Regions from separate parts of the Mus musculus genome. Here all the other regions are linked to region 1. The links are chromatin contacts, called in public Hi-C, HiChIP or PLAC-seq, capture Hi-C and promoter capture Hi-C maps. All regions are on one chromosome and are shown on one strand. Each heading gives the region's core, a stretch centred on a gene start, on an enhancer-like site or on the middle of the called end of the contact. The rest is flanking DNA. Distances are from core to core; before and after follow the strand shown.

Region 1 (4,246 bases), core at 1,079-3,578:
GAGCGCTAGAGTAAGTAACGCAAGTGAGTTGTCCCCTCCCCCCATCTAACTGATCCCGCCTGAAGGTTCAGGGAAGATGCAAAGCAAAACAGGGCAATAAGGGGAACCTGGCAGGGGAGGGGGCACAGGGGGTTGTCCAGGGGACCTCAGAACTTTTGCTTTCGGGGAAAGAACCTCAGGGGACCTGGGGGCGGGGAATCACCTCCTGAGTCTCTTTAAGGTCAGGACTTAGAAGGAAAACCTGGGTTTGCTCAGAGAAGCCTTGAAGTGGTCCCAGCTCAGAACTGGAGAAAACTCTGCCCACCTCCCCCCCCCCCAAAGGAATCAGGGAAAAGGAGGGGAGCGTGGAGGCGGATGGATGCAGGAGAGAGGCCCAGTGGGTCTCAGGCCCCAAACACTTACCACGAGCGGAATGGAGCAGATGAGCACCACCAGAGAGGTGGCGATGAGTAAGATGACCATCTGGATCTCCGCACCCGCGATGCGCCGGAAACTCCTGCGGCGGCGAAAGTCGCTGAGGCGCTGCAGGGCTGGGGAGGCCCCAGCGTGGCCCCGACAGGCCACCGAAGCTACCGCGGCGGCGGCAGCCGCATGGTGCTGCTCCGTGCCCAACGAGGTGCGGCGCATGAACTGGCGGTGCATGCGGAGCAGCGCGCCGCACACCAGCACGTTGCAGAGCACGGTGGCAAGGATGAGGAAGGAGCTGAAGCCGGCGTACATGTAAGAGAAGGCGGCGTAGGCCGTTACGTTGGTGGTCCAGTCGATGAAGCACCAGGTGCCCGGGTACTGCCGCTCGGATCTGCCCAGGCCCATGTTGGGCAGCGCGCAGAACAGCACGTTAGATGCATAGATGGCGAAGAGTGTGAGGCCGGCCAGCCGCTTGTCCACGTAGTGGCTGTAGAAGTAGGCGTGGTTGATGGCCAGGTAGCGCTCGATGCTCATGGCACAGATGATGCTGAGACCCGACAGACCGAAGAAAAGTAGGATGAAGGTGCTATAGTCACACAGTGCCTGGTCTCCGGGCCACTGGCCCTTCATGTATGTGGCGATGGTCACCGGGCTTACCAACAAGGTGCCCAGAAGGTCAGTGACAGCCAGCCCACATACTAGAGTGTAAAAGGTCGTCTCTTTCTGCTCCTTGCGCGACTTGCACAATACTACGATGGCCACCAGGTTGCCCACCACCCCGAAGATGAACATCACTGCGGGAATGGTCACCGGGCTGTTCAGCCTCTCCGGAGTGGAGGAGAAGGACGCGTTGACTCCGGGGATGGACATGATGGTGGTGGTTAGTAACACACAGCGTTGGAGCTCACGGTTCGATCTAGGAATGGTACCTAGAGAGAAAGAGAAACGAGCCATTTACCACTTGCAAGGTGTTCGACCCATGGCCAAAATGCTGTGTCGCAGAGATAAGGAGAGCACCCAGATCCAACTTCCTCATCGGTAGCTACTCATTAACTGTGACTACTTAAATTCCCAAGGTCTGGATCCGTTCTGTCAAGAGCACCGCTCTGCTGACATTAATATATTTATTTCCCGCCTATCCCCACCCCCACCGCTCCATAATCAGCTCATTCCCTCGCCGAGATGAGCAAGACCCTTCTCAAGGGAAAAGTGACTCCCTAGTGATATTCCCCACAGAATGGATAAAATGCTCATCGAAAGAAGTTATGGACATTTTGGGACACTATGGGACATTCTGTTCTTTGGTTTCCCGGAAGAGCGCCTGAACACGCAAAGACCTCCATCCCGACTTACCTGTAGGGTGGGGTTAGGAGCCCGGTGTGCCCAAGGCTCAGGCCTCAGATGTTCAGGACCTACCTCCAACCTCAGCCATCAGTCTCTTCCCACGCAGTGCGGAACTTGTCAAGCTTTTGCTGTCTCGGAACCGGGGCTCGGTGGCTGCCAACTTTCCGGAACTGAGGTCAGAGTATCTTGCTTTCAAAAAAGCTTGGAAAGCCAGAGAGGCTAGCGGGATGGGTCGGTGAAGACCAGTCTGGGGTTTCTTGTTTGATTTACTAACGCCTCCTCCTTTCAAAGGCGAGTCTCAGCTTTGCAGGGCCCGCGCAGGTCTAGTGCGGGAGGTCAGCGTCCAGGTGTGTCGCCGCCACGCGTGCAGGTGGAACAGAGCGTAGGTCCGGGCTCCCTCCTCCCCAGCAGCGGGCTGAACGGACAGCTACCGGAGAAGGCGGCTGCCGCTGAGGCCGCTCCTTGGGCTCTGGGGGCGGCACGGGGTCCACTGGGCCTGGGGCTCTGACCTGAGGCCGTTCATCTTCCTCTCCCGCTGCCGGGTTTCGAGCTTCGCTCTCGGCGTCTCCAGCCTCTGAACAAACTTTTCTCCTCCCGCAAGTTTCCCCGGAGGGGGCGGAGACAGTCATAGCGCGGCCCGGGCTTCCATTGGCTGATCTGGAAAGGGGGCGGGGCGAGACCTCCTCTAGCACCGCCTAGGAGCCCGGTGATGGAGGGCGGGGCGGAGAGCTGCGGAGGTCTGGAGGGACCTGCGGGGGTGCCACCCGGCTGCGGGTGCAGCTTCAGTGCCTTCCCTCCCTCGAAGGTACCGAAACCCCCCAGATCGAGTCCCCAGGAAACGCCAGCTCGAGCTTCGCCACTCCCAAGCTGGGCATTTAGCGGGAATGATGCTGGGACCTGTGTCTGGTCTACATTGCTCTGCGGGTTAGAGTGGTTAAATTCTCGCATCTTCCACCCACAGATCAAACATGTGGGTCTTGAGATGTCGGGACAATTGCTTTAGGGCTCTACCCGGGAGCCACAGAGCGGAGAGGAAAAGTGGGTGTGTGGTTGTCCGTGGGTGTGTACGCCCGAGAGCTCCGGGTGGGACTTGGCAGAGGCACGGTGAGTAGGTACCAGGCTTGGGCGGGGAGGCGACTAAGAATCCATCCTCTCACCATAAAAGGAGTTACTTGGCAGTGCCCTAGCTGCGCTCAATAGGGCACCAAAGCGGAGGCGGGGAGGAAGGCGAGCAACACGGAACTGCAACTTCTCACTTAGATGGCAGAGTTTAGGGCTTTCTTTGGAGACCTGTGGCCCACAGGCACACCTGAGATTTAGTTGAGGGGGACTGTTTAACTGTAGAGAGAGAGCATTCTTCCTCAGGAAGGCTGAAACAAGTGCTTTCCTGTTCAGTTTCTGCTAGCCATCTTCACCTGCGGGATGAGAGGGGTTTGAAATTCAAGCAAATTAACGAATTTCCAGGCGTTGCCTCTTTGTTAACTCGGAAAAGGTCTATTTGCCTTTCCCTATTCTTTGGTTTATAGTTTGTTCGGCTTCTTCTTTGATGAGGAACAATCATTTCTTAATTATCAACTATTCTCCTAAAAAACAGAATTTAAGATCGGAAAACACCAGGGGGCAATTAAAACCCTGTCACCAGATCCTTTAAAAACTACACAATGAGACTGTAGTATGGTTTTCTGAACAATTCAACTTCTTACAAAAACCTCACTCCATGCTTAGCATCTAACCGGGTAACTAGGTGGCTTGAATCTTGTGTGAAACAAGTAGGTATGCCTCTACTGTTATTTATGGGGGCTGGAGAGATGGCTCGGCAGTTAAGAGCACTGACTGCTCTTCCAGAGGTCCTGAGTTCAATTCTCAGCAACCACATGGTGGCTCACAACCATCTGTAATAAGATCTGATGCCCTCTTCTGGTGTGTCTGAAGATAGCTACAGTGTACTCACATAAATAAATCTTTTTTTTTTTTAAATCTGCCAAGAATTTATGATTCTTCAGCAAGCCTCAGAAACAAACGAGTAGTGAGAGAACCAAGATTTTACGATTTCAACTAACTTCAGCCTAGAGAAGTACTCAGAATTGTGTTTACTTGTATAAGGGAACATGTGGGTATCAAAATACATTTCGTGTGCAAGCCTTTTCATCAGGAACATCAGAAGGGAAAGCATTCTTAGCTGATAAAAAAAAAAGTCAGTGGTGATGTTCAGTTTTTGAGTCTGCTGTCACCATTGATGTCGTTTTGGTGTCTGCATGTCCTTTGGAGAGTAATCTCTAGAATGGTGTCAGCACAGAACACAAATCAACACCAGAAAAATAAGGACGGAAACTACCTTGCACCCCCATTCCTCACCGGCCACACTGTATGATTGGTACTCATGTTAGCTGGTTGTCAGAAAAACATGAGACGACATTCCTCATAGCCTGCTAACAAACTCCTTCCCAGTTTCTTTCCTCTTTAAGTTCCTGAAATGCAAAAAATTAATACTGGT
Region 2 (4,246 bases), core at 782-3,281, 2.0 Mb after region 1:
AGAAGTAAGATTGTCTAAGGGGACAAAGAGGGCCAAGGGAAAGGGTGGGGAAGATGGATATACGGTGGCAGTGTGTGTGTGTGTGTGCTCAGCATACATCTGCTTCCATTCAGAGCTAATGTAGGGGTTCATTTTCTGCCCACTGATCAGTCAAGGGTGTGGGCTTTGGTGGCAATATGAGACTGCCAGGAAAAAGGCGAGTTCGAGGGCAGTAAGGCTGAAAGAAAGCTGGACACACATCTGTTTCCTTGTACCTGGCTCCGTCTCCCTTTCTGTAGATGCTCACCTGACAGCCTTGACTCGGTGCCACCGGCCATCGCTGAAGGAACCGTTCACCATGATGGAAGCCACGCCACTGCCCAGGTTGTAGCTAAAGGTGTTAGGGACAAACCCGGAAAGAAACGATGAAACACAAAGATGCAGGGGGCTGCCCATTTGCAAAGGCTGTCGCTGTCCAAGATCACCCAGGGTGTAATGTCCTTAACCCAGGTAACCAGGCTGGCACAGAAGGTGGTCACTTTCCAGCTTAGTACACGAATGAATGGCATTTTACATTTGCAGATGTGGTAGGGTAAGCATTATACTTTACCATCTAAGTCATTTTATGTGTACCTTTCAGGACTATTAAGAATATCCATATGTCACTAACATTTAGGATACTTCCATCTTGCAAAATAGATACTGCATAGTTCTAGCCCCACTCTCCCCCAAGCCCTGAACACCACTGTTCTACTCGTTAGCTTCGACTACTCCAGATACCCAATTAAGTAGAATCACAGGGCAGGTGCCTTTTTGTGATGGCCTCACTTCACAGTGTAAGGCCGCCAAGGTGATCCAGGCACACGTATGGAAGCATTGTAGCTACAGCACTGGAATCAATGAGAAGACCTTATCATCTGCACCACTTTGCACAGCATTTCTCTGAGATTCCTGCCCACCATGAACCTTGGAATATGGCCGTGTTTGGAAAGAGGGTCTGGTGTAGTTAGTTAAGACGAAGCCACAGTGGGTTAGAGGGACATTCCATCAGTATGACCGATACCATTGTATGGAAAAAATCTGAACACAGAGACACATGGGGGGAAATGATCTGTGATGATGAAAGCAAAGACTGAAACTATGTATCCATCTATTAGCTAGAAACAGGAAGACTGCCACTCAGCGCCAGAAACACCAACAGAACCCCCTTGGTCCTGCCAAGGAAGCAGTTCTGGTGACATATTGAATTTTGTATTTCTAGTCTCCAGAACTGTACAAACATTGATTTTGGGGTGGGGGCTTGTAGGGTGTTTATATGTTTTGTTGGTTTTTTTTTGTTTGAGACAGGGTTTCTCTGTGTAACAGCCCTGGCTGTCCTGGATCTCACTTTGTAGATCAGGCTGGCCTCGAACTCACAGAGGCTCACCTGCCACAATCCCCCCAAGTGCTAGGATTAAAGGCGTGCACCACCACACTTGGCCAAACATTGATTTTTTTTTTTAATGTTATAAATTTCATGATAATTTATTACAGAACTCCTGGGAAAGTACTAAGCACTTTCATGTTAAGAAAGAGAGAGAGAGAGAGAGAGAGAGAGAGAGAGAGAGAGAGAGAGAGAGAGAGAGAGAGAGAGGAGGGGAGGGGGAGGGGAGAGGGAGGGAGGAGGGAAGGAAGGAAGGAAGGAAGGAAGGAAGGAAGGAAGGAAGGAAGGAAGGAAGGAAGGAACCCAGTATTGTAGAGTAAGCTGAACTCTAGAGATGAAGAGAATTTGCTTGAAATCACAGAGGTGAGATATAAAATTGAGTTTCATGTATTCTCTACCCCCCCTTTAATATCAGACCTACCTTGTCCATCTCAATTCCCAGATACTTTGACATCCTCAAGGACTCAGAAGTCATGGGTGTGCTTCCCAGGAGAAATAGCCCTCTCCAGGCACTCACAGCTCATTCCATGATTTTAATTTGATTCAATCCAGCAAATATTTAGTGAGTGACTACTCCAACCTGGGCAGGGGGCCAATTGCCTAACCTTCCCTGGATAACACAATCAGACCATGTGCTCAAACATCCAGAGAGAGGGGCCCACAGGGGCAGCTTTGTCCTCATTGTGGGAAGAGAGGTGTGTACACACTGTGGGGGGCAGGGGGGGGAGAGGAAGGCTGTTGAGAATAGAAAGCATTTAGTTTTCCCAGAGAAAGTTCTACAGCTCGTTCATTTCCTAACAGAGACCCACAGAAACAACACAGCCACAGCACTGAACCGAGGATAGAAGCTGTGAGATCTTGGCAAACCAAGGGACAAGGCTGCCACCAGACCCTAAAATCTATACCGTTTTATAGCACATATTCCTACAGCAAGTGTCTCCTATGAAAAAATAGCCTGAAGATAGGGATTTGGAGAATTCTTTATGTGCGAGCCAAATGCTTTTTACAGAAAAGAATGAACCTGGGCTGAGTGATTGTTTAGAGGCTAAGGATGCTTTCCAGGAATCATGGCAGCCAGGGTTCAAGCCCCAAGACCCTCATGGTGGAAGGACAGAACTGGCTCCCATAAGTTATTCCTCTAATCTCCACCTGTGCACTATGGCACGTGCGCGCGCGCGCGCACACACACACACACACACACACACACACACACACACACGCGCACACACACACACACACACACACACGCACACACACACACACACACACACACACACACACACGCGCGCGCGCGCACACACACACACACGCACACACACGCACGCACACACACACACACACACACACACACACACACACACACACACAGAGTGTAAATAGGTGTGGGGAATGACCATGAAGCAGAAGCAGAGCTGAGGGGTTAGTTAACTCACTGCATGTGGCTTGGCTGAGCCAAATAACATGGTTGGCAGAGCATGGATATTCACATTCTACAGACCTGCCCAGATCCTCAGTCTTGTCAACTTTACCAGCTCCATGACCTAAGATGATTTGCCTAATTCTCTCAAATACGGGCAAGACGCTTTCCCTGCAAGACTATAGAGACAGTTGACGAACACAGGACACAGTAGGGCATACATAAATAATGCTACCATGCCAAAATTGTGGGATTTGGTGAATCTTACTCAGGAGGTTGACAAGTTAACTTCCTGAGGTCTCCTCTGGGAGCGCAGCCCTGTGGCGACATGAACCCAAGGTGATAAACATGTAACTAACATGTCAGGAATGCCCAGGTCCTGCAGTCAGGTGACCTATGTGTAACTGTAGGGAGCCACACCTGAGTGTGGCAGTCTGTGTTCCTGTGACTGAAACATTTTCATTGTATTAGAACCAGGTGAAACAAGGGTGGGCTTCATTGTTTTCTGCAGCCGTTGGCTCTCTTACTTGAAGGAACAGGACATGCACAAGGGAGTTCAAATAGAGGTTGGCAGACAAAAATCCCACCATCATTTAGGTGGGGCAAATCGGTTAGTTTCTTCATGACTTAACTTTCCAGTCCAGACTCCATAATTTCAGGACCTGCAGAGAGCCATCTCTTCATACTGTCCCTAGATTATTTTATATGCACCATATACATGGTCTCAAACTTACAGTGTAGCGGAGACTGGCCTGCAAACCCCCCACTGTCCCATTTCTACTTCCCAAGTATTGAGATCATAGTTATTCATCAACATATCTGACTCTACATATTGTAAGCTTCCCCAGACTGCCCACTGAGCAGATGTGCACTGCACAGGAAGGATGCCTAGCTACCAAGCCAATCACTGCACAGGAAGGATGCCTAGCTACCAAGCCAATCACAGCACAGGAAGGATGCCTAGCTACCAAGCCAATCACTGCACAGGAAGGATGCCTAGCTACCAAGCCAATCACTGCACAGGAAGGATGCCTAGCTACCAAGCCAATAAGGTCCTCCATGTTTGACTTGCTGCTCTATCAATGTTCCCTGACTCTCACTACTGAGTCCTAAGTCACCTAGTGTGGTGTGTACCAATGGCTGACAGACTAGCCACCAAGGCGGGACACACACACAGGTATACACACAGACACAGACACAGACACAGACACAGACACACACAATCACACACACACACATCCTCAAAGCTCTCCCTCCACAGGTATGTACTTCCTCTAACTACGCCATACCCACTCCAGCAAGGACACACTCACTCCAACAAGGCCACACCTCCTAATAGTGCCACTCCCTGTGTGCCAAGCACTCAAACACATGAGGCTATGAGGGCCAAACCTATTCAAACCACCATGGCTAGAAAGTCTAGAAAC
Region 3 (4,246 bases), core at 965-3,464, 1.9 Mb after region 1:
ACAAATGGTATCTATCTTATGTAAATATGAAACCATTCTTTCTCCTAGAGAAGTGTGCATACTGCAATTCTTCTAGCCATTCCACAGAATCATGAAAGTGTTACAGATTTCAACAAACAACTTGTGACGAATTTCCCAAACTCTTGCCTGTGGAATGGGTACATACAAAGCGGGTTTTTCTGTGATGGCAAACTTCCAGATAGCTTTTCTCCGTCCCTATACGAGAAAACCTAGGCAGTATGTTTATACGACCATGTGTGCTTTGTACAATTTGTAAGGTAAGGTAACTTAGCCACTATGGCTGAGACAGAGGCCTCTTTCTGGCTGCCCGGCCTCTTTGTTCCCCCAGGTGCTGAGTGGTTCTGGACCGTGTTGGATATTCTCATTTGTTTTGTTTTGTTTGCTCTTTTAAGAGGGCCACCCAAACTGCACAAACTTCAGGCCCCACGAAATTTGTATCTGTTCCTACATGTGGGAACAGAACTCAGTTCACAGGTGTGTTATAAGGATTAAATAGTAAATTCATATCAAGAGAGCAAGGCCACAGGGGCCAGCGTTCTATGCAAGGTGAAAATCATGTGGTTGTCTTGTCTGAGGTTTACTTATCTATTTTTTTCCATGCAAAAGGATGCTAGGTCCTGGACAACGAGGCTGTGCCATGCTTTTCATGAACTCTAGATATGTATGAGTCTCTTTAGTTATTAAACATTAAACATTCTTATTTTGTTTACCTTAGGTACAAAGATAGCAATATTATTCTACATTAAAACACTTGAATCTATTTTTTTCTTCTGACCTGAAAACAAATGAAAATACTTTTGTTAGCTCCTAAAAGCTCTGTGAGCCATAGGTGCTGTGTCTAATAGAAAAGACAGAATACTGCAATATGAATACCAAGTCTCTCAAGTTGTGGGAAAGAATGGGGATAAAGGAAAAGCAATATGGTCCAACTTAAATGGGGGCGGGTTCAGCACAGTCCAGAAACAGTCATGGACAGCAGGAGGCACTTCATGTTCAAAATATGCACTTTAGTGGAGTTGGTCACTAGGATACTCTTAGTGACTTTATTTTGAAAGATGTTATTAAGAATTTATTTTTTCATGCAGTATATTTTCAGGTGTCTTGTTGCCCATTTTGGAGTTACATTATTAACGGGGGATATTTATTTTAGAAAATAAGCTTCATCCTGCCGATTTGCAAATTGCTGTAGATTCTAAAGTCTAGAATTTCAGTCAAAGGTCCCTCACAAACTCCTTGGCCCTGGCGCACCAGATAAATCACATCTGAAAACAAACAAGCGGCTCCCTATGGAAGGTGTGTCTGCACAGCCATGTGACTGCGTGCCAGTGGCTCCGTCTGGCACATTTCTGAACTTTGCAAAATTAATTGTGCTAAAGAGAACACCATCAAACGCGTCCGGCACAGAGCGTAAACATCTTCAAACCACGACTCTGCGCCATAAAACACTCCTACCAATTTCATTTGGTGCATTACTCTGGAAGGAACACCGAGGCCAAGTGAAACTGCGGAAATGGGAACAATGCACGGAGGAAAAATCTCACCCCATTAAGGGATCCGTTTCTTCTCTGCACAAATAAGCCCAACACGCCTCAGAGGCACGACTAGATGGCTCCAGGATGTTCTCAGTTGCCCCCGCAGGCCCTCAGGAGCTGAGAGGTCCCCTCACCAAGAAAGTAGGGGAACTGAGTGGCAGCGCCCCGGCTTGGGGGCAGTTTAGGTAATGCACAAAATCAGAAAGAAAGAAAGGAAAAAAAAAAAAACCCGCAGTAATTGGCGTCCGTGTGCCTTTTCGGGGCGACACGAGTTTCCTCCTCCGCGCACGGCTTGCAAAGTGCAATGACAGCGGTTTGGGAGCCGCGCTGCTTCCCGCAGGGCCGCCTGGGCTCCGCTGGCCTTTCCGGAGGCTTTGCACCCGCAGGGCCGCTGCGCTCTCGCCCGCCGCTCGGTGACCTTGCAAGGCTGGCCGCGCGACCGGAGTCTCGGCAGAGGCACCTCCCTGGGCGCCGGGCCCGCGCGCGACCCAGAGGCTCCGACTCACGCGCGGCCTCGCGGGCCCGCGGGCCCGCGTCCCCGTGCGCGCGGCAGGGACGGCGGAGAAGGCTGCGGGGGCGCGCGGGGCGGGGCCTGGGCGGGGCCTGGGTGCTGCGCCCCCCGCCGAGCTCCTCGCAGGCGCCGCCTCCGGGCGCGCAGTCTGCGCCGGAGCGTCTCGGCAGTGGCCGCGGCCGTTATCGTCGCCTGGCGCTGCGGTGGCTCGCGGGGTTGGGAGAAGGCAGCGGCGGCCGGTCGTCGGTGGCCGCTAGAGCCGGCCTGCAAGGGGACAGGGGCGCCAGGACGGCGGCTGCTACCACCGGACTGCTCCTTCAGGACTGCAGTCCTGTGCTGCAGGGTCCGGGCTGCCCCGGGGCGGCGGCCGACTGGGATGGCAAGATAGCGGCGCGGGAGCGGCTGGTGAGTGCGGGGGCGCGGCGCGGCAGCCCGGAGCGCGTGCGGGGGGCGCGTCCCCGGCTCTGGGGCAACGCCACTCGGGCTCACGCCGTCCGTGCCAGCCGAGGGGTCAACCCTGCAGCCCGCGCCCACGCGGGCTACACCGCGGGAAACTTGTGCGGCGCGAAGGGCACTGAGTTCCAAGGCCAGAGGTTACCAGGGGGATGGGCAGGACCTTTAATTCCCCATTCGGAGCTGCGACCTGCCAGATGGTTTCCTGCCCCTAAACCTCAGCGCTTCAGAAAAGTAGTTCCTCGTCCTTTCTGTTTTGATGGTGCATTTGACTGACCTGTCTGTAGTTCTAGGTGCTTGTGTCCGAAGGCGCTAAACTTATTAAACTCCCAAGTTAAAGTGTAGGCAAGCAAAGTTAGGCTTCCTAATGGATGGCTTTCCGGATGTGTTGTCTAAAGCACAAAGCTGAGATCGTGGACCCAGACGCACAGAAAACTGCACAGCAAGTGTTGTGAACTTACACAGGAGCTTGAGTTATGTGATTCTAGCCCCCACTTCAGCTGCCAAGACACACGAATCTTTCGTTTACACTAGGGTTATCTTTGGGTCCCTTTCTGTAGCTGTGTTTAATGCAGTCAGATACTGAAAGGACACGTGCGCTGTTACTGACTGACAGTTACATGCATTCTTTGCGTTTACTTTGTTTCTTTAAAGTGGGTTTTTCAGCAGAACTTTCAGTTTAAACTTTGCCATCCAATGCCTTCCCTTGCATATTTAACCCAGCAAATAATATTTGCTTAGAGTTGACCTGACTTTACGTTAGTCAGGAGTTCAAAAGCGGTGCCCACGTTATATTTAAAGCACCGCCCCCAGTGAAAAACTAAAGCATTTGTTTATTGCAACTGATGCCGTCCCCTCCCCTTGCAGGATTATCTTGACACAGATCTGAAGTCATACTCCACTAGGAGCAGAGGCTCCTCGGGTGAGACTGGCAGAGGGAAGCAAATCTCAGCATAGCCTGTGCTTTTAAAAAACACTGGACTGTGCTCTTTTCTTTCTCTCCCTGACTTTCCTTCTTCCAACCAGGTGGAAACTGTGTTCATTTGGAGGCATCCATGAGGAACCTTAAGCTCAGTTTCAATAGGAGGCGTATTGTCAAGGAGGCCGGAGCTGCTGTTTGCTCTCAGGCCAGAGTTGAGCTGAGGTGTGTTTGCCTTGTGAGAGGTGAGATCACAGGCTGCTCTGCTCCAGTGAGTGGAGACTTGGAGTCTCCTCTGGGGAATGAGGACCGAGGACTGTGCTTTTAAAACCAAATGAATTATTTCCTGAGTTTTAAAAACTTTTGCTACGGAAGACTCATTTTTGGGGGGACTGTGTTAGGAATAGTGTAGTGATGGTGTGAAGACGTTACCATATTAATTTGTGGGGCACCTCTTCACATTAGAGAAAATCCACTGGTTACGTAGTTCAGAGTAAAGGGCACATCTCTCTCCTACCACTCCCTTAGCATCAGTAAGCACCAGCTTTCTGGCTCTTTTCTCTCTCCGAATGTAGCCCAATGCTTGGTAGCATTTTGCTCTTTTTTGTCTTTCTGCTGGCTGGGATAGTCGCATGCCCTGTTCTGTACCAGCTCTTTGCCTCCCCATGAAGTCCTAAGTCCAGACAGTCTCCAGTGTTCTTCCCACCCCCATCCCTCCATCCCCCGAGGGAGCCACCTCCCTCTCCCTCTGACACAACATCTGAGAACTCCTTTAAGGATAAGCCATATTTTACTTAAGGTTCTCTTTCT
Region 4 (4,246 bases), core at 1,064-3,563, 1.7 Mb before region 1:
AGGGCTTTGCTTTTCTCAAAAGGAAAAATAATGTCCCAGCTACAGAATATACATACATACTTGTATACAGTCATAAGCACATACATATGTATATGTGTGCCCAGCATATATGTTATATGTATGCATATTATATATGTATAATATATACATATACAATATACGTGTGCACATTTAAAATATACATATTGTATATAATACATATATAATATATAGTTTATTGTACATATATAATATATAAACAATGTATAATCTCTGATACTTTGTTTCTGTTATTTTACTTAATTTCTATGTAACATTTCAATCTGTGAATATATTTCAGTAGCTGCCACATCAAGAATAAGGTGATACCTCTTGTGATCTATGTAGAAAACAGCTACATAGTTCTAGTTGCTACCACAGATCCAATTTCTGTAGGAAGAGGTAAGCACTGTCTCAGCTACATCCGGGGAGTTGAGGAGGAAACACCCTCACTGAGACCTCTTATCCCCACCCGGACACAAACAGCAGCACCCGGGAGACAGACAGATCCACAGTAAATCTGCTCTGGTCTCTCAAATTCTGTAACCACACATGCATACCTCTCCTAGACATTTAAATGCCCTCCCACTCAGCTTTCCTGAGAACTCCAGAAACCCCCATTTCCAGTCCTCAGACCTTCCAAGGCAAGTTAAGTTAGGTATTTTAAAGTCCAGGAAATTTATTCCTATTCAGGAACAGCTGTGTCTTCTCAACTCTCTGCCTTCCCACTACCTTTCTCTGTCAGGCCAAGACCTCCTGGAGATACAAACAGCAGGCAGCATCTCTATGGTTTCTTTCTCCCACTCAACACCCTGATTCAGGAAGCCAACACACCTCCCAATGCGCTCCCACACACGCGTGCAAACATACAGCACACATACATACTGCACACCTCTTCAGCACACACATCAGAGCTCACCACGGAAACCTGCACCCTGGTCCCAGCAGACGTACTCCCCGGTGCTATATATAAAGTCCTTGCCCAGAAATAGATTTCCCCACGCACCCACAAGCGGATAGTCCCATGTTACAACCACTGCTTGCAGCCAGCTCTCTCCCTCTCTCTCTCCAGACGTGACCCGACTCACCCGCTCAGCTCTCAAGACTCTGCAGTTCTATCAGAACTTTGAGCCTGGTTGATTTCATAACCACGAGTGTGTCCAGCGCCGGGACAGTTTGGCTTGCCACAATTTCCACTCACCCCAGTTCATGGAGGCTCTGGCGTCGGTGACTCTGACTCCAGCTCCTCTGCTTCCAGCTTGCAGCTGCAGCCTGCACAGACTGCGCAAAGGCAGAGCGCTGCGGGGGTCGCGTGCTTCACAACCCACCCTCCGGAGTCCCTCAGGCCATCACACCCAACCAGGAGCTCGCTTCAGACAGCAGCAGCAGCTTCCACAGTCCTTGCTCCAGGTTAGCAGGCTGATGGTGACAAACACACTCGCGAAACTTTTAAGACCAAGAAAACAGTCTTAGGAAGAAACCTCTCCTTGCATCTCACAACCTGGTTGGAGCAGGCTCCAGGCTGGGACAGTTCGCTTGCTGCCCCCCATTCCTTGTCGCCCACATCAACTTTCAGCTTCACTCAGCACCAAGAACAACTTACACACACACACACACACACAGGCGCGCGCGCGCACACACACACACACACACACACACACACACACACACACACTTCTCCAGGACACGGAGGATCGGGTTACACCAACCCATCAGCAGAAAACAACTTTTGAGAAGGGAATACAACCCACTCTAAACTCATCAAAATAAAATAAAATAAAATAAAATAAAATAAAATAAAATAAAATAAAATAAAATAAAATAAAATTATCGGGGCAAATACATAAAAGTGACCCCAATTTTTCACAAGCAGTTGGCATGCCCGGGTCTACTCCCAGGTCTCCTGGCACAATGTGAGGGAAATAAGAACTCCCCTCCAGTACCTCGGAGTTTCGCCTCGGGAGACAGAACGCGGGTTCGTGTCCGCTTGGGGGCTGCTGGAGCCGAGGCCTCAGGCCCGCGTGGACCCAGCCCGGGATCCCCGCGGCTGCCGGGGTTCAGTAACAGCCGTCGCCGCCACCGCCGCTGTAGCAGCCGCCTCTGCCAGTGCCGCCGCTCCCTAGACCGCCTCCTCTTCCCATGGCTGCGCCCTGCTTGGCAGCTCGTGGGTTGTCAGGCTTGGGGAGGAGGAAGGGGGCGGGGTGAAACGGGAAGGGAGGAGGGGAGGGGAGGGGAGAGGAAGAGAGGGGAGGGGTGGGAAAAGGCGGCTGGCGTTCGGCTCTGCGAGGGACCCGCCGCCGCCTCGGGGATCCAGGCTGCCTAGGGGAAGGGCAGCGGGAGCTGAGGGCAGCTAGCTCCGGGGCCGCTGCGGGGAGGCTGAACGCCGCCCCCGCTACTCAGTCCGCAGGGCTGGGATGAAGCTTTCTGGCGAGGAGTTGCGAGTTGGTGCGTGTCGCTCTCAATTGGGCGGCAGGGCTCCTCCTAGAGGAAAATATTGGTAGTTGCGGGAGACTTCCCTCCTCTCCACCCATCGGGTTCCCCCAAAGAAGGCAGTATCTAGAAGTCCTCAAGAACAGGCTGTAAGTTCAAAGAGAGCAGTGCACCTCCTGCAGGTACAGGAAGAAGTAGCCTTGGGAAGTGTGATGAGTCTACTAGGCTTTTTTTTTTTTCCATTTTTTTTATTTTTATTTTTTAAAATATTTTATTACATATTTTCCTCAATTACATTTCCAATGCTATCCCAAAAGTCCCCCATACCCTTCCCCCCCACTTCCCTACCCACCCATTCTCATTTTTTTTTTGGCCCTGGCGTTCCCCTGTATTGGGGCATATACAGTTTGCATGTCCAATGGGCCTCTCTTTCCAGTGATGGCCGACTAGGTCATCTTTTGATACATTTGCAGCTAGAGTCAAGAGCTCCGGGGTACTGGTTAGTTCATAATGTTGTTCCACCGACAGGGTTGTAGATCTCTTTAGCTCCTTGGATACTTTCTCTAGCTCCTCCATTGGGGGCCCTGTGATCCATCCAATAGCTGACTGTGAGCATCCACTTCTTGTAAGACTATGCCGGGGTGTACTAGGCTTTTATCTGTCTAGTTGGTTCCAATTTTCAAACTCCTGCTCACTGGGACATTAAAGACATTCCAATCCGAGAGGTTAAAATAAAAAAAGTGGAGACAAAGTAGGTAATTTACCAAGAATGCATGTTTGTTTGAAGAGAGCTATGTTAGTACGGAACACAGGTCTGCAGGGAAGGCACGAATAAGGTCCAGCCTGAGGTTTGTCCTTGTTTGTGACCTAGAGAAAGACACAGTTTGTCTATCAGACAACAGGCTCTTGCTACCTAGGTCCATTTTGTTGAAAAAAAAAAATTAACCAAGATGGGAGTTGTCAAAGCACTTCTTAAAGTCAGAGTGCTGTGTAAGTATTGTCACGAAGCACCAGACGGCTTCACCACTCTCTTCTCCAGGCATAGAGTACAAAGGTACAAAAGTCCAGCCCCGGGGCTGTCTAGCTGTCTTGTATCTGGTGGAGCAACTGGTCATGTGGTCTTTTTACTGTTTGCTTTGTTCTGACAGCTAGTTGTAAGCTCACTTATCTTTAACCTTCCTAACAGCCTCAGCTTTAAAAAGGACCCCCACCCCCTCTTTTCACTAGCTTTCAGACCCAGAGTCACAGTAAAACGTTTAAGCACTGCAAAAGAATAAAATAAGCAATTCCACACTAAGGTGATGGATGGGGTAGAAACGGAGAAACAGAGGACCAAACTCTTTGGAACTTCTGTTTTCAAAGTAACCGTGCAATTGGAAACATTCTCAGCATCTTTTCTCATGAGCCCAGCTGTGTCTCAGCTGTCTCTTATGCATCTAGCATACGGAAAGGGGAAGAGATTCTGGAGATGATATGGATCGTGACTCTGCCAGTCAGGCATTGGGGGTGGTCTGGTTACTGTCCTTGAACCAGTCCTGTGTCACAGGCAGGCTTTCTCTAAGACAATCTCCCTCAATCCCTTGCTTTCCATGTTAGGATGAAGCAGTAGGGGTGCTTACTGTCTCTGGAACTTTTAAAGGGAGAGTTGTTCAGATAGAGAAACCCGAAAAAGGAAACCATGAGGTCAGGCAAAACTCCTGTTGGGTGGTCTGTGCTTGCCAAGCTGGCTGAAAGGGCAGTACTGACAGGCATGGAGACCTGTCAGTCCTCACATGCTTATTCTACTCTCTCGGAGGTG
Region 5 (4,246 bases), core at 1,175-3,674, 1.5 Mb after region 1:
ATAAGTATCTTGTGTTCTGGGGCCAATTATGATTGACATCATTTAAAACTCAAGCATAACTTTGCATACTGTACAATGTTTATTATGTCTAAAGTCCTCATCCCTAGATGAGTGTCTTTTGTTCTTTTGGTCAGAAAGCCACCCACTTTAAGAGCAAATGTGGAGAACCCAATTCCCTGAAATAGAAACGGAAGAAAACAAACAATGATGGCTAGATTGAAAATGATGTGTGTTTTCCCCCTCCTGGAAGAGATGGAATAAATAAATAGTGGTCTTCAAATAAGGACACACAGTTATGAAGATGAAAGACTCGCAAGTTCCTCTACTAACTTAAAGTCAGTCAATTGTACTCACTTTAAAGAAAGCCTGGAACTTAAAGGAACTTACATCAGGCTAGGAAATGACTTAAAACAGGCGAGGATGGACATTAGCACCAGAAGGACCATTTGACAATCTGCTAGCATTTTATGGACAGATTTCTACTAATTTATTTTGTTTTTAGTGATTGTGATGTGTGGAGGGATGAAAGATAAACTTTTTCATGTTCTGGCCAGACCTCCAGCTTTGTGGTCTTCATCTAAGGCAGGAAATAGAATAAATAACTTCCATAGAGACTTGGAAGCTATATAAAAAGGAAGCAATTTTGTTGTTTATCAAGGCTTGTGCTGATAGTGTCAGGGAATATTTCTTTAAAGCACTGTAATTGTGTTAGATCCTTAAAGCTAAGTGCAACAGGGCAGCAGATGCCAGAATGCAGACTTCATCCTGAGATATGGGGTAGTACCCCAAGAGAGCAGCAATTCAAGTTTATTTTCCTGGTGTTTCTTTATTTTTCTTTTAAAAACTTTTGTTGCTTCTACAACTGTCATAGATCGACTATTGGTTAAAAGTCCAACCACAACTATTGGTTGTAGGTGACCAAGCAAGAAGAAAATATGCAGGCATGATCCCACAATTGAAAGGGGAATAGTAGTTTACATTCAGATACACATCTTGGATTTTTTTCCTTATATAATGCTTGTAAAAGTATTTTATAATGAACCATTTGAATTTTATATGTATTTCAAGCATTTATGAGTAAAGGAAATCTGTAATTGCTTACTTAATACCACTCTGTTAATATACTGGATCAACAAAGTCATTTTAAATTACATTTGCATAATTTCTACCTTTGGGCTTTCAAGTCTACAATTGCTCACTATTATTAACACGGAGAGTCTTTCTAATATTTTTTTATTTTTCTTTTTGATTTTAGAGAGGTTTTGGTTTGCTTTTTTTTTTTTTTTTTTAGTGAGAACATTATTATTATTTAGAACATTATTAGAACAAAAGGAGCTGAAGGTTTACACTAACAGATACTCGTTTTTGACGTCTGTACTAAAAACTAAGTGGTTAAGGCAAGATCTCCACTTTGGACTTTTAAGTCTGGAAGAGAGAGGTGAGGAATAGGAGGAGACAAAATATCCTCTCATTAAAGTAATCTAGCTTAAGAGAGTTGCTGGGTTAAGGGCCAAATGAGTGCGTACTAACCCGCTTCTAGAAACCCGTAAACTAATCCTTGTGACTAGTCCGCATTAAAAACATCGATCCTCGACATCGGCATCAGCCAGTGATGTAGGAGTAACAGAAAGCCAGGACGAGGCGCCCAGCCTCCTCCCCGGGCTCCGGGAGAGGAAACCCTGTCCCGGGCCTCCAGGCGCTGGCGCGCGCCGGGGAAAGAGTCCCGCGCTCGGGCGAGCGCCCTGCACGCCCGCTTTCTGCACTCCTTGCACGTCGGATGCCCGGCGGACCGAAAGCAAACCTCCGCCCTGCCGCCCAGCTCTCGGCGGCGGCGGCGAGCGGCTTTGCCTGTGATCAAGCGCGAAGCCGCTTAGCTCAATGGTCAGAGCGTGGGTGGAAAACAAACTTTGTTACGTGTTCACTCGGGGCGCCGCGGTTCTGGGAAAAGGATCAAAGCGACATTCCTAACTGTGCGCCGCGCGCCTTTTTCCCGGACCCCACCCTCTCTTTTAATAATAATAATAAAAATAATGGTAACAATTTTAGCCGATGAGTAAGGAAACGGGCTTTAAAGCCACGCGGGGAGTGCGGCGGGGCGGGCCAGCAGGTGGCCCGCCCGCATCCCGACCTCCGCCGCGCGCGCGCCCAGAGTCCCGGGCCACATCAATGGGCGCCCCCCCCCCCCGTGGGAACTGCGCCTCCCACCACGCCTGCGCCCCGACGCCCTGCCCGTGTCCCCCCGCCGGGGGTCGCATCCCACCGCCCAATGCGGGTCGGCACAGGCGGCGGCGCGTTGCTCGGCGCCCGCGGGCGAGCCTCCGTGCCGAGGGGCGGGGGCGCTGCCGCGGGAGGGGGGCGGAGGGGGCGGGAACGGCGCGCGGGGAGGGGAAGGGGGTTCTCGCGCGATCGGGCGAGGTTTCCGGTGTTGTGACTGAAACCCGTCAATATGGCGGCGATCGGCCGCGGCCGCTCTCTGAAGAACCTCCGAATACGAGGTAAGCCCGCTCGCCGCCCTCGCTCGCCTCACCCGGTGCGGGTCACGGGTCGCGGCGCTCGGCTTTGCTCCGGGCCTGGGGATGGGGTGGGGTGAGGTTGGACGGGGAAGACGAGCGGGGCGTCGGGCGCCGCCGGCCTGCGATGGATTCTAACTGGGGTTGTGTGTCTTGTCTCGCACAGGGCGGAATGACAGCGGCGAGGAGAACGTCCCGCTCGATCTGACCCGAGGTAACGCGGGCCGCCGCGGCCGCCGGGGAGGCGCGGGCAGCCGGGCGGGCGGGCTGGCAGGCGAGCCGCGCGGGGCAGCGAGGGGCCGAGCCCGCGCCCATCCCCCTGCCCCGCGCCCGGGTGGCCCGGGTTGCCCGGGGGGCTGAGCCCGCTCCGGGGCCTCGGGCGGCTGCGGAGCTCCCCGGCCGGCTCGGTCGCGTGTGTGTCCCCCCTCCGTCCGCTCCCGGGTCCCCCCACCTCCGGATCCCGGGGGCGGCCTTGGACGGGGTGGGTGGGGGAGCAAGGTAGAGGTTGTTATTTAGGTTGCTGGAGGATGTTTGTGGGAAGAGCGACCACATCCTGCCCTCCCCGTTCCCCCCAAGAGCAGATGCTGGACCCTGCCGGCTTCTTGCTCACTGCGGGACTGCTCTTCCCTGCCCGTGGGATCCTCTTGGGTGGGGTGGGGGGGGTCCCCGCAGCTTTTTGAGAACCCGGAGAGCCCGTGATGACTGCTAAGTGTCTGGTTCACGCCGCAGCTCCCTGCTGCTCGCTTCCCGTCTCCCGGGCCCGCTGGGGCTGTAGTTGGCTGGAGACCGCCCGCCCCCTCACTCGGCCGCCGCTTCATTGTGTACCTTGTGGCTGCAGTGGAGGAGAGCTGGGTTTGTTTACACCTTTCCCAGCAGGGCGAGCCCCGCGTGTGTTTTGTTTTTAAGAACCGCACCCGGCGAACGATCGGTATTTTCTTGCTTCGGTCACCGGCCCCCGGGCTGGTGTTTCATCTCCCAGTATCTCGCCGAAGCATCAGTCCGTTCTCTGCCTCCTTAAACAGGAGTTGGGTCTACAGATTCCGGACGGTCCGACTCCACAGCGCTGGAGTGGAGTGTAACTTAACTAGTTCTGCTGTTACGGAATCACTTTTTGAGATCCGTGAAACACCTTAGGACGTTAAAACAAGACAAGAACAGTCGTAAACATTGTATATACGACATGAATTTGGTTCCCCCACCCACCCTGTATGTAGTGACCGTCGTATAAAGTTATTTGGTGGATGTGGGATTTGGGGGACCCATCTCTGTATTGACTGCGTAATTCAGTTCTGTTTCGGTTTTTGTATTGTAAGAATCCTTCTGTGTAGACTGAAAGACTAGTTTTGATTTAGTTTCATGAACACGTGTTTGTTGTTTAGCATTTGGTTCTGATAGTTTAGGAAGCTGTTTTGAGTAAAGGAGCCCTTTCAAAGGGGAACCTCTTTAAAGATCCAGTGCAGTGGTGTGTCAGTCCTAGAGATGGCGACTACATCAGTGATCTGGAACACTCTTACCATTAACCAGCTTTCAGAAACACTATAGAAAAAAGGTCAAGCTTTAGTTGTTTTTTTTTTTCAAATTTGTAAACTTAATATATACCTGAAAAATGTATACAAAGTAGGTTTTCCAGACAGCGGTTCTGAGTATCATAATTCAGACCTGAGATTTTGCATCGTGCTTTTCTAACCATGTAGTTCGCCACTGATTTAATTGGTAACGGAGAAACTGTGTGAAGA
Region 6 (4,246 bases), core at 716-3,215, 1.4 Mb after region 1:
AAAACCATCGCTCACTACTTCCACTGTATCTGGAGAGTCCACAACCAATCTTTGTCTTCTGCACCACCCACACCCACACTATACCACAGGCTATCCACACTATACCACAGGCTATCCTTTTTTTTTTTTTTTTTTTTTTTTGGTTGCAGTTAATTTTTTTTTCAATTTTTTAATTAGGTATTTTCTTCATTTACATTTCAAATGATATCCCGAAAGTCCCCTATACCCTCCCCACTGCCCTGCTCCCCTACTCACCCATTCTCATTTCTTGGCCCTGGCGTTCCCCTGTATTGAGGCATATAAAGTTTGCAAGACCAAGTGGCCTCTCTTCCCAATGATGGCCGACTGGGCCATCTTCTACTATATATGCAGCTAGAGACACGAGCTCTGGGGTTACTGGTTAGTTCATATTGTTGTTCCACCTATAGGGTTGCAGACCCCTTCAACTCCTTGGGTACTTTCTCTAGCTCCTCCATTGGGGGCCCTTTGTTCCATCCAATAGATTACTGTAAGCATCCACTTCTATATTTGCCAGGCTCTGGCATAGCCTCACAAGAGACAGCTATATTAGGTCCTTTCAGCAAAATCTTGTTGGCATATGCAATAGTGTCTGCATTTGGTGGCTGATTATGGGATGGATCCCCGGGTAGGCACTCTCTAGATGGTCCATCCTTTTGTCTCAGCTCCAAACTTTTTCTCTGTAACTCCTTCCATGGGTATTTTGTTCCCTGTTCTAAGAAGGAATGAAGTATCCACACATTGGACTTCCTTCTTGATTTTCTTGTGTTTTGGAAGTTGTATCTTGGGTATTCTAGGTTTCTGGGCTATATCCACTTACCTGTGAGTGCATCTCAAGTGAGTTCTTTTGTGCCACAGACGATTCTGATTCTCTCTACTTTGCAGCAAATACCAAGGCTGGAAGATCATGTGATTTATCCAACCAATGACTGAGTCAAAAGCAGCACTCAGACTACACCCCAGGCCTTTGGGTGGAGTCTAGGTTTATATTGCAATACCTGCTCCTTTAAAAACCCCATCTCTATAAGTTATTAAGATGCTGTAAGACATGTAATATACACTCAACATTAGTCCTTATCTCAGAATTAGGATTTTTGCAGAAGGGGCTAAAGACAGAGCTCAACAATTTAGAGCACGTGCTATTGCAGAGGATCTAGGTTTGATTCTTAGGAAACCTGGTGGCTCCTAACCAATAGTAACTGCAGTTCCCGAGGAGTCTATGGCCTCTCCTGACTTCCACAGGCATCTGACATGCATGCAGTGTGCATACGTACATGCAGTCAAAACACCCACACACAAAAGTAAAACAAGTTTTTGAAAGATTTTGTGCAAAAAAAAAAAAGTTCTATAAGTAAAACATATTTGGAAAGCCCCAGGATAAGCTAAGATTGTCTTTTTATTATAAAGACACAACTGAGGGATCCAGTGTGGTGGTGCATACCTATGGAAGCCTAAAGCAGGCAGGTCTTGTGGGGTCAGTGCTAGCCTGGGCTACAACGCAAATCCAGAATACCTAGAATATAGGAGACCTCATCTCAGAAAACCAAAACCGTGACTGAACTGAGACCTAGAAGGATCAGAGTGAGAGGACAGTCTGCAGGGATTTCCCAATCACAATTCTTATAGAATGTTTCTATTTTGGTTCAGTTTCTTTGTTTGTTAGTTTGATTATTTTGTTTTTGTCTCCCTCTCTAAAAATTACCTCAGTGGGACCAGTCTCCCTCAGAACTAACCCTAGGGTTAGTAACAGGTGAGAAAAAACAGACTGGTGGATAATGGTTACAGTTCAAGTTCAGCAGGGACAAGTGACTTGCATTTGCTAGGAGAGCCCTCTGACTGATCAGAGTGGAAACGTAAAAGGAAGTAAAAGGAGCTTGTATTCTCTGTTGTTAATCTCGAGTGTGCTTGAGATGGGGAAGCTAAGAACGACTTTTCAGAAATATGTCACAGAGTAAAGTAGGAAGTGGCCATTGTTGCAGTCTCTGAGAACTCTGCAGGGTTGCTGATCACTTGATGTGGTAAGGCGTGTGCACACGCTCTGCCAAGCTCAAGATCACCAAGCTCACACTGAAGAATATTCCAGATTTGAAGTTCGAAATTGAATTCTATCAAATATCACAGTTCACATTCAAAACATGAAGTCAAGCAAGTGTAAAGTTTGTAAACTCGCTGGGCGGAAAATTAAAAGTTTCTTCCTAAAGGATGCCCTAATTCTATAGCGATCCGTAATATGTATAATATTACAATCTGTAATTGAAAATGATCAGCCAGACAGGATCTAATCAGCCTACTGCAGTCAAACTGGAAAATGCAATTGGGTTTAACATCAAGAGAGATTCCATTCTGGGCCGAATCATATCAATTTCAGAAGATATTGGACCAAGTAACTTCTTCAATCACCTTCTCATTTTCAAAAGGAGCAAGTTGAGTTAGACTTCCACCAAGGAGTCTCTCTGAACTAACTCTCTGTTCTTGAGAAGATGGTAGGCTACAGACCTCCTAGGCTTGTGAGTTCCCCTAAGGAAAGAGAAGCCTCCCTGCGTGAGCCGAGCACATAGTAAACATGTAGCAACAACTTAGCTAGGTTAGCCACAGCCCACAGAAGACTAGGCAGGTGTCGAGCCTCGGCCTTCAGGGCCTGGTGTAATGTTGCTAAATTCAAAATGGGCTGAAAAGTGTAAGTATGCATCCAGACTGCCTGGAAATTACAGTAGCCATCAAATAGCTACATTCCTCTATTGTCTGGACCAAAGGTTTAGAGGTAGACTCTATCTTTCAAGTCAGAAGTGCTATGTACATATGTGCAGATAGATACTTTGGAATTAGGGGAGCCTCTTGCCTTTCAGATCCGATGCCTGCCTCTTGAGGTGAAACCTGTTCCTGGTTTCACCCATGTGTTGTTCCTTCAGCAACCTAGGTTAAAATGGGCTTGAGAAGGCAAACAGAAAGACTATAACAGGAGAGACATCTTGAAATAGAAAATCAGGAAGCTGTGTTGCTCCTCTTAGTTTTACTTTTAACTTTAACAGCAAGCCTCATTTCTGAAAAACTCTAACGTTGCATACAATCTGTGTTTCCTTCCCCATAATTTGGGATTGTTCTGAGAAGCAAATACTGTTTACCATGGTGAAGACTGGTGTATCTAATGTTATGCCCCTCGTGATAACTGGCATCAGGTGAAGACTAGCTGTGGTGATGGGAGCTGTGGGTTCTGAGATATTTAGTTGAGTTAAAACTCTAGATTTGCCTATGAGAATGGCGCCAATATCAGAAGCGGCAGCATATCTCCCTATGTGACTGTTCTTAGGAAAGATGTTGAAACAACTTAAGATTCTCCTAAGACAAGTGTGAACATACAACTGTGGGGGTGGGGGCAGGGTGAGCTCTGACACAAGGGACACAGCATTTGAAGTAAACTGATCTGTCCCCTGCTTCGCTCCATGCCTCTGCATCTTTTACACAAAAGGAATTGCCCACTGTCCTAGACAGCCACTGATGTAGTGGGCACGCTCTATTCTTTATAAATCATAACTTTGTCCACTGCGGGAATTTAGATTCCTGAACTCTTGTCATCAAAAGCTAGGAGTGAGCTGGAGAGAGGGCTCAGGGGTTAAGAGCACCGACTGCTCTTCCAGAGGGTCCTGAGTTTAATTCCCAGCAACCACATGGTGGCTCACTACCTATAATGGGATCTGATGCCCTCTTCTGGTGTGTTTGAAGACATTGACAGTGTACTCATATACATAAAATAAATCTTTTTTAAAAAGTGAAGAAAGAAAGAAAGAAAGAAAGAAAGAAAGAAAGAGAGAGAGAGAGAGAAAGAGAGAGAGGGAGGGAGGGAGGGAGGGAGAGAGAGAGAGAGAGAGAGAGAGAGCGCAAGCAAGCTAGGAGCAGTTACCAACCCCAAAATAAGCCCACTAAAAGCAACCCTTCCCCTAGACCCACATGGGATTCCAAATATTTCCATAGAAGACAGAACTGCTCTGTCACCAATCAAAACCACTGAGGTGAATTCTGGGACTCCTCCCCGACTAGCATCCCTAAAGGATAAAAGGAACTAGAATTTAGAATGCTGTCATCTAAACCTCATAGGCACATCACACATGGGCAGGCACTTTGCATGTAAGAAACACAGAAATGGTTGAGCCCGTTATGAAATTAGAATGGCAATTCCATACATTTCTGTTAAAAGCCACAAGTTATGGGGTGTTTCCTAATGAGATGGAAA
Region 7 (4,246 bases), core at 618-3,117, 1.3 Mb after region 1:
TGGTGGCTCCCACACTGAGTACAAATGGAGAAATGGGGTTAGCCTAAGATTCAGAGAGTGTATATGGGACAAGAGAGGAAACATCTGAAGGAGGAGAGTCAAATCTGGAGTTTTTGCTATTTTAGTATGTTGAAACAAAATGCTATCTTACTCCTTTATTATATTGAAATAAAATGATTGCTACTTCTGAATTTTAACAGAAGATTAAGAAAATAAACATATTCCCCTCTTATATTCTCTGTAATATCATAAGGCATGGCTGTTTATTTTCTAACTCCTGTCGATGATCCTTCCTGTTGGCAAAGAAACTAAGGAAGAAAAGACACTAGGATGGAGAAAAAAGGGGGAGAGGAAGAACGGTAGAGGGAACAGAGGAAGAGGAAGGTGGACAGAAGAGAACAATGCAAAGATCCACTCTTCTTCACGTGGGACCTTTTCTCTCTTCTGCCCACTGAAGTAGAAATCATCACTTTCCAGTCAGCAAAGACAGAGCCCTTGCTACCTTGCAAGGTGTGCAAATCAGTTCATTTCTTCAGCGGGGTAAAGGATACAAAGGGTGACAGAGAGATTACTCTTATATTGTGTATTTGAGAATAGGCACGGACCCAAGAAGTAAGAAACAAAGTACACAACAGACCCACAGAGATTCAAGTCCCCAAGTACCAAGGAAAGGGTAAGACATGAATGAGAAGCCCAACAGCAAACCAGAGACTACGGGATTCAAGGCTAAGCTGTGGCCTTTGTCGTTTTGCTCTCCATGTTAGTTGGGATGATGAAAGACTGCTTAGATCTGGGCTGCTTTTCCTCACTCCTGCTATAGCATGGTTATAGTATATACAGCAAACAGTCACCTGGGTTCACTCAGGAGGAATAGCCATTCCTTGCCCTTCTGGAGTTTAAACATAACTTTCTCTTCCAATTGAAACATATTAAGAACCCTTCTTTGACCAAAGGGTGAGCTCATTTGTCACTGAAAGCCAAGAAAATCCTTTCTTCCAGATCCTTGATGTTTTAAAACATTTTTAAAGACTTTTTAAAAAATTTTATGCACATAAGTGTTTGTCCGCATACCACATGCCTGCTGATACCCTCGGAGATCAGAGAGGGTACGAGATCCCCTGCAACTGGAGCTACAGATGGTTGTGAGTAGCCATGTGGAGGCCCAAGTCCTCTGCAAAAGTAGCCATGTGGAGGCTAGCCCGAAGTCCTCTGCAAAAGTAGCCATGTGGAGGCTAGCCCGAAGTCCTCTGCAAAAGTAGCCATGTGGAGGCTAGCCCGAAGCCCTCTGCAAAAGTAGCCATGTGGAGGCTAGCCCGAAGTCCTCTGCAAAAGTAGCCATGTGGAGGCTAGCCCGAAGTCCTCTGCAAAAGTAGCCATGTGGAGGCTAGCCCGAAGTCCTCTGCAAAAGTAGCCGTGTGGAGGCTAGCCCCAAGTCCTCTGCAAAAGCAACAATTGCCCTTCACTGCTGAGCCATCTCTTCCACCCCTGAACAACTTTATTTTTATTATTTTGAATTATAAACATATGTGTGTGCACATGTGAGCATATTCACATGAATGTAAGTGGCTGTGGGGGTCAAAAGCTCCAGGTTCTCCTGGAGACCTAGTTATAGGTGTTGTAAGTCACCCTCCTTGGGTGCTGGAAAACAATCTCAGGGTCCTCTGAAAAATCAACAGTCACATTTACCTGCTCAGCTATGTCTCCAGTTCCCAGATTCTTTATGTTCTAAACTACAATTTGCTTTCCTAAAAAATTAAGAGGGCAAAAACAACAACAAAAACAAAACAAACGAACAAACAGGCTCATGTTTTTAAAAGAAAAAGTAGAAGAGAATTGGTCTAATTAAGGAAGTACCCACTCTCCGGTACCCAACTTCCTTAACCACACCTCTTCTGGCTTTCCCTCTTCCTGCCTGTTCCATATCTGACCAAGCAGTAGCCTTAGGATATCCTTGAACTCTTACGAATCTGCTTCCGGAGTCTGAGTTGCCTTTTGCTGGCACAGTCCGAATGCATGTGAATCAAAAGGCACAAGTTTATAAAATAAGGCTTTTTTAGCTGACCGTGCTGGTGGGGTGGGGGTGGGAGTGGGGAGTCAGGTCTCTAACCAAGCCTGATTTTGATTTGGCATCAAGCAGCAGCAGCGGTTCTGTTTTAGCTGAGCAATCTCCTCCCACCATGGCCTTTGTGGGGTGGCATGCGCACGCAGTATTCGCATTCAAAGCCATATGCTATCTTAATCAGATTCAAAAAGAACCTATGAGCCCAAACAGGTCTTTTTAAAAAATGAATTTATGATCTGGGGTTGGGGGTAGGGCGGAGTGTGAAGATTAATTCTTACTGAAGGAGGTGAGAATCTGGTGAGCAGCCTAAGCCAACCCGTGTGACGTCATTGGAAAGCCATAAAAGAAATACACTGAGGAAGCGTCATCTGGGGCATGGTAGCGAGACCCGGAGAAAGGGAGGGGAGTGAGTAACTGAGGAGGCGTCCAAGAAGAGGTGACGCCCGCCATCCTTAGCTCTCCCCTCTCAGATCTTCCACACTATTAGTGTTGAGCACCATGCTCCTTTGATGATATAATTGGTGAAACGTTAAGAGTGTTTTGAAAACATGATCACTGGTATTACTTAAATGTTGTCACTGCTTCTTCCTCCACTTGTAAATTGATTTTTTTTTTTTGACATTCAGTTAGTTTCTTTTCACAGCCCAGTATACCTAGGCCTCACCATTTCCATGTGGTTACTATAGCGACCGCTGGAACCTCAGGCTCATTTCTCTTTTGCCTAAGCAAAAAAATATTTCCTGCAATGCAAATCGGAAAGGGAGCACGGTTTGATGAATTATCGACACTTTGCATTCCCTAAGCGACTCCTCCCTGCTAGAAGGAGGGACATTTTTAGAGCTGAGGCTGAAACACAACTTTATCATTTGAAAATGCAACTTTGTCTCTTGAAGATGATCCCATGACACTGGCGCACATCTCTAGTGTCTTCATATGTTTCCTGTCTTATCATGTCGCTCAGAGTCTGGTGGATCTAACTAACTTCACAGGAAGTGTTTCCCTGTGTTTCCCATCATTGCAAGCTACAATGCTTCACGTATCTCCCCATGTTCCAAAAAATAAAAATAGAAACATATTGAATTTTTAGAATCGGAAAATACAACCCTTTGCCTTTCCTGTCTTAGTTAAAGTGTCTTAAAACTTCAGTAGCAACAGAAACGGACCTCGGCCTGCATTTAGAGATAAGCACAGGCTCAAATGGAAGTCAAAGGACTGAAATGACAGTGCTTATCTCACTGGCTAAATGTTTAACAAGTGATTGCTAAATTTCTGATTACCATATAAGTTTCATTCAGTTTGGGGTATAGAGGGAATGGTGAAGTAAGAATAAGCCATCCTGTAGCACATGGTGAAAACTTATCCAAAAGCTTTGGACTTACCTGGGAGATTTAAACAAGTCCTGATGTCCAGGTTTCAACCCAAGAGTGCCTGGTTTAGAGGCTGAGGTGACGTTTGCATAGTGGTGTGTTTTTAAAGCTTCCCACGTGAGTCTGGTGTACAGCCTAGCTGTGGACTACTGTTTTCAACTCTGACCAGTACCTGCACTGTGCTAATCTCCATTCCAACAGAATGCTTCTGATGGTTCCGTCTCAATGCCTTTGTGTCCAAATGTGTCATGTCTAAACGCCTGCTTTCCATAACTCTGCTTTGCCCTGAACGTTCTCCTGCATCCATGAGTTGTTATTGGGCATCAGAGACCATGAAGTTTCCAGATGGTGATGACCCTCCTAGATTAGAACCACACCTTAAGCTCCACCCCTCTTTATAATACCTAAAGATGGTAGGACAATCACCAGACTCTATTCTGTCCCTTGACCTGGCTTCTCAGTCATGTCTTGCTCCCTTGCCTCAACAATGATGCTATCTCTATTTCTAATTTCTTAGAAATATTTTCATTTTAAGAAACAAATAATGGGGAACATATTTTCTCTTTAAGGCTTCATTTTGTATGGACATGGTAGTAACTAAAATCAGCTCAGTGTCCAGGTCAGAAACTCGATGTCCCTATGCTAAATAAACACCCTGGAACCTAACAGAAGAGCTAGAACCCGATACCCCAGAGCCCAGAATTCAGCTGGCTTTCTATGCTGTGGAACTGAAAATGACCTTTGCCCTTAAACTCACTTTGATAGCAAACACTACACTCAAAATAAATGAGCTAAATACATACTAGGATATATTTAG

What was found. Promoter capture Hi-C pulls out the DNA fragments that hold promoters and counts their contacts. Hi-C and Micro-C count contacts between places; a contact is called where the count stands out from the background. HiChIP or PLAC-seq counts read pairs in DNA pulled down with a chosen protein or histone mark. Capture Hi-C pulls out chosen DNA fragments and counts their contacts.
Region 2: a contact with region 1 is called in a FOXA1 HiChIP or PLAC-seq map of pancreatic cancer cells. The contact joins the enhancer-like site here to the promoter of Ptger4 in region 1. A contact is called at or near these places in 3 of 39 promoter capture datasets (embryonic stem cells, hippocampal neurons and liver), 1 of 484 Hi-C or Micro-C datasets (cortical neurons) and 1 of 115 datasets of contacts at active chromatin or transcription factors (pancreatic cancer cells).
Region 3: a capture Hi-C map of embryonic stem cells shows a contact between it and region 1, with 4 times the contacts expected there. The contact joins the promoter of Lifr here to the promoter of Ptger4 in region 1. A contact is called at or near these places in 1 of 39 promoter capture datasets (hippocampal neurons) and 1 of 9 other capture datasets (embryonic stem cells).
Region 4: a contact with region 1 is called in an H3K27ac HiChIP or PLAC-seq map of extraembryonic endoderm stem cells, with 12 times the contacts expected there. The contact joins the promoter of Ghr here to the promoter of Ptger4 in region 1. A contact is called at or near these places in 1 of 39 promoter capture datasets (hippocampal neurons) and 3 of 115 datasets of contacts at active chromatin or transcription factors (extraembryonic endoderm stem cells, microglia and stem cell-derived neural progenitor cells).
Region 5: a contact with region 1 is called in a Hi-C map of CD8 T cells, with 9 times the contacts expected there. The contact joins the promoter of Rictor here to the promoter of Ptger4 in region 1. A contact is called at or near these places in 17 of 39 promoter capture datasets (the 3T3-L1 cell line, 3T3-L1-derived adipocytes, the HPC-7 cell line and 13 more), 13 of 484 Hi-C or Micro-C datasets (CD4 T cells, CD8 T cells, LSK cells and 8 more), 15 of 115 datasets of contacts at active chromatin or transcription factors (DN3 thymocytes, the SCID.adh cell line, T-cell acute lymphoblastic leukemia and 12 more) and 4 of 9 other capture datasets (adipose tissue, embryonic stem cells, liver and 1 more).
Region 6: an H3K27ac HiChIP or PLAC-seq map of bone marrow-derived dendritic cells shows a contact between it and region 1, with 4 times the contacts expected there. The contact joins the enhancer-like site here to the promoter of Ptger4 in region 1. A contact is called at or near these places in 3 of 39 promoter capture datasets (cranial neural crest, hippocampal neurons and liver), 1 of 484 Hi-C or Micro-C datasets (CD4 T cells) and 10 of 115 datasets of contacts at active chromatin or transcription factors (T-cell acute lymphoblastic leukemia, astrocytes, bone marrow-derived dendritic cells and 7 more).
Region 7: a contact with region 1 is called in a promoter capture Hi-C map of hematopoietic stem and progenitor cells, with 5 times the contacts expected there. The contact joins the enhancer-like site here to the promoter of Ptger4 in region 1. A contact is called at or near these places in 5 of 39 promoter capture datasets (embryonic stem cells, hematopoietic stem and progenitor cells, hippocampal neurons and 1 more), 2 of 115 datasets of contacts at active chromatin or transcription factors (embryonic forebrain and memory CD8 T cells) and 1 of 9 other capture datasets (embryonic stem cells).

What each region holds. Positions count from the first base shown.
Region 1 is chr15:5,241,859-5,246,104 of GRCm38.p6, forward strand. Ptger4 (prostaglandin E receptor 4 (subtype EP4)) reads right to left here and starts at 2,329. Exons shown (of 3, transcript NM_008965.2): 1 at 1,825-2,329; 2 at 403-1,337. The coding sequence starts at 1,840.
Region 2 is chr15:7,211,845-7,216,090 of GRCm38.p6, forward strand. It overlaps Egflam (EGF-like, fibronectin type III and laminin G domains), which reads right to left. Exons shown (of 22, transcript NM_178748.6): 20 at 287-370. Among named protein-coding and RNA genes, the nearest start is that of Lifr, 84 kb to the left of the region's middle. Within about 2 kb of position 2,032, at least 28 of the 459 cell types and tissues checked have an H3K27ac peak or open chromatin away from gene starts, as enhancers often do. A contact at or near this core is called in pancreatic cancer cells, where this site is marked.
Region 3 is chr15:7,127,358-7,131,603 of GRCm38.p6, forward strand. Lifr (LIF receptor alpha) reads left to right here and starts at 2,215. Exons shown (of 20, transcript NM_001358593.1): 1 at 2,215-2,469.
Region 4 is chr15:3,581,039-3,585,284 of GRCm38.p6, forward strand. Ghr (growth hormone receptor) reads right to left here and starts at 2,314. Exons shown (of 11, transcript NM_010284.3): 1 at 1,962-2,314. RefSeq lists promoters at 2,050-3,523, 2,050-2,234 and a cis regulatory region at 2,370-2,504.
Region 5 is chr15:6,705,957-6,710,202 of GRCm38.p6, forward strand. Rictor (RPTOR independent companion of MTOR, complex 2) reads left to right here and starts at 2,425. Exons shown (of 38, transcript NM_030168.3): 1 at 2,425-2,495; 2 at 2,677-2,724. The coding sequence starts at 2,447.
Region 6 is chr15:6,599,581-6,603,826 of GRCm38.p6, forward strand. All of the region lies in intron 1 of Fyb (FYN binding protein), which reads left to right. Among named protein-coding and RNA genes, the nearest start is that of Fyb, 22 kb to the left of the region's middle. Within about 2 kb of position 1,966, at least 93 of the 459 cell types and tissues checked have an H3K27ac peak or open chromatin away from gene starts, as enhancers often do. A contact at or near this core is called in T-cell acute lymphoblastic leukemia, bone marrow-derived dendritic cells, double positive thymocytes and 2 more, where this site is marked.
Region 7 is chr15:6,517,699-6,521,944 of GRCm38.p6, forward strand. No RefSeq gene overlaps it. Among named protein-coding and RNA genes, the nearest start is that of Fyb, 60 kb to the right of the region's middle. Within about 2 kb of position 1,868, at least 21 of the 459 cell types and tissues checked have an H3K27ac peak or open chromatin away from gene starts, as enhancers often do. A contact at or near this core is called in hematopoietic stem and progenitor cells, where this site is marked.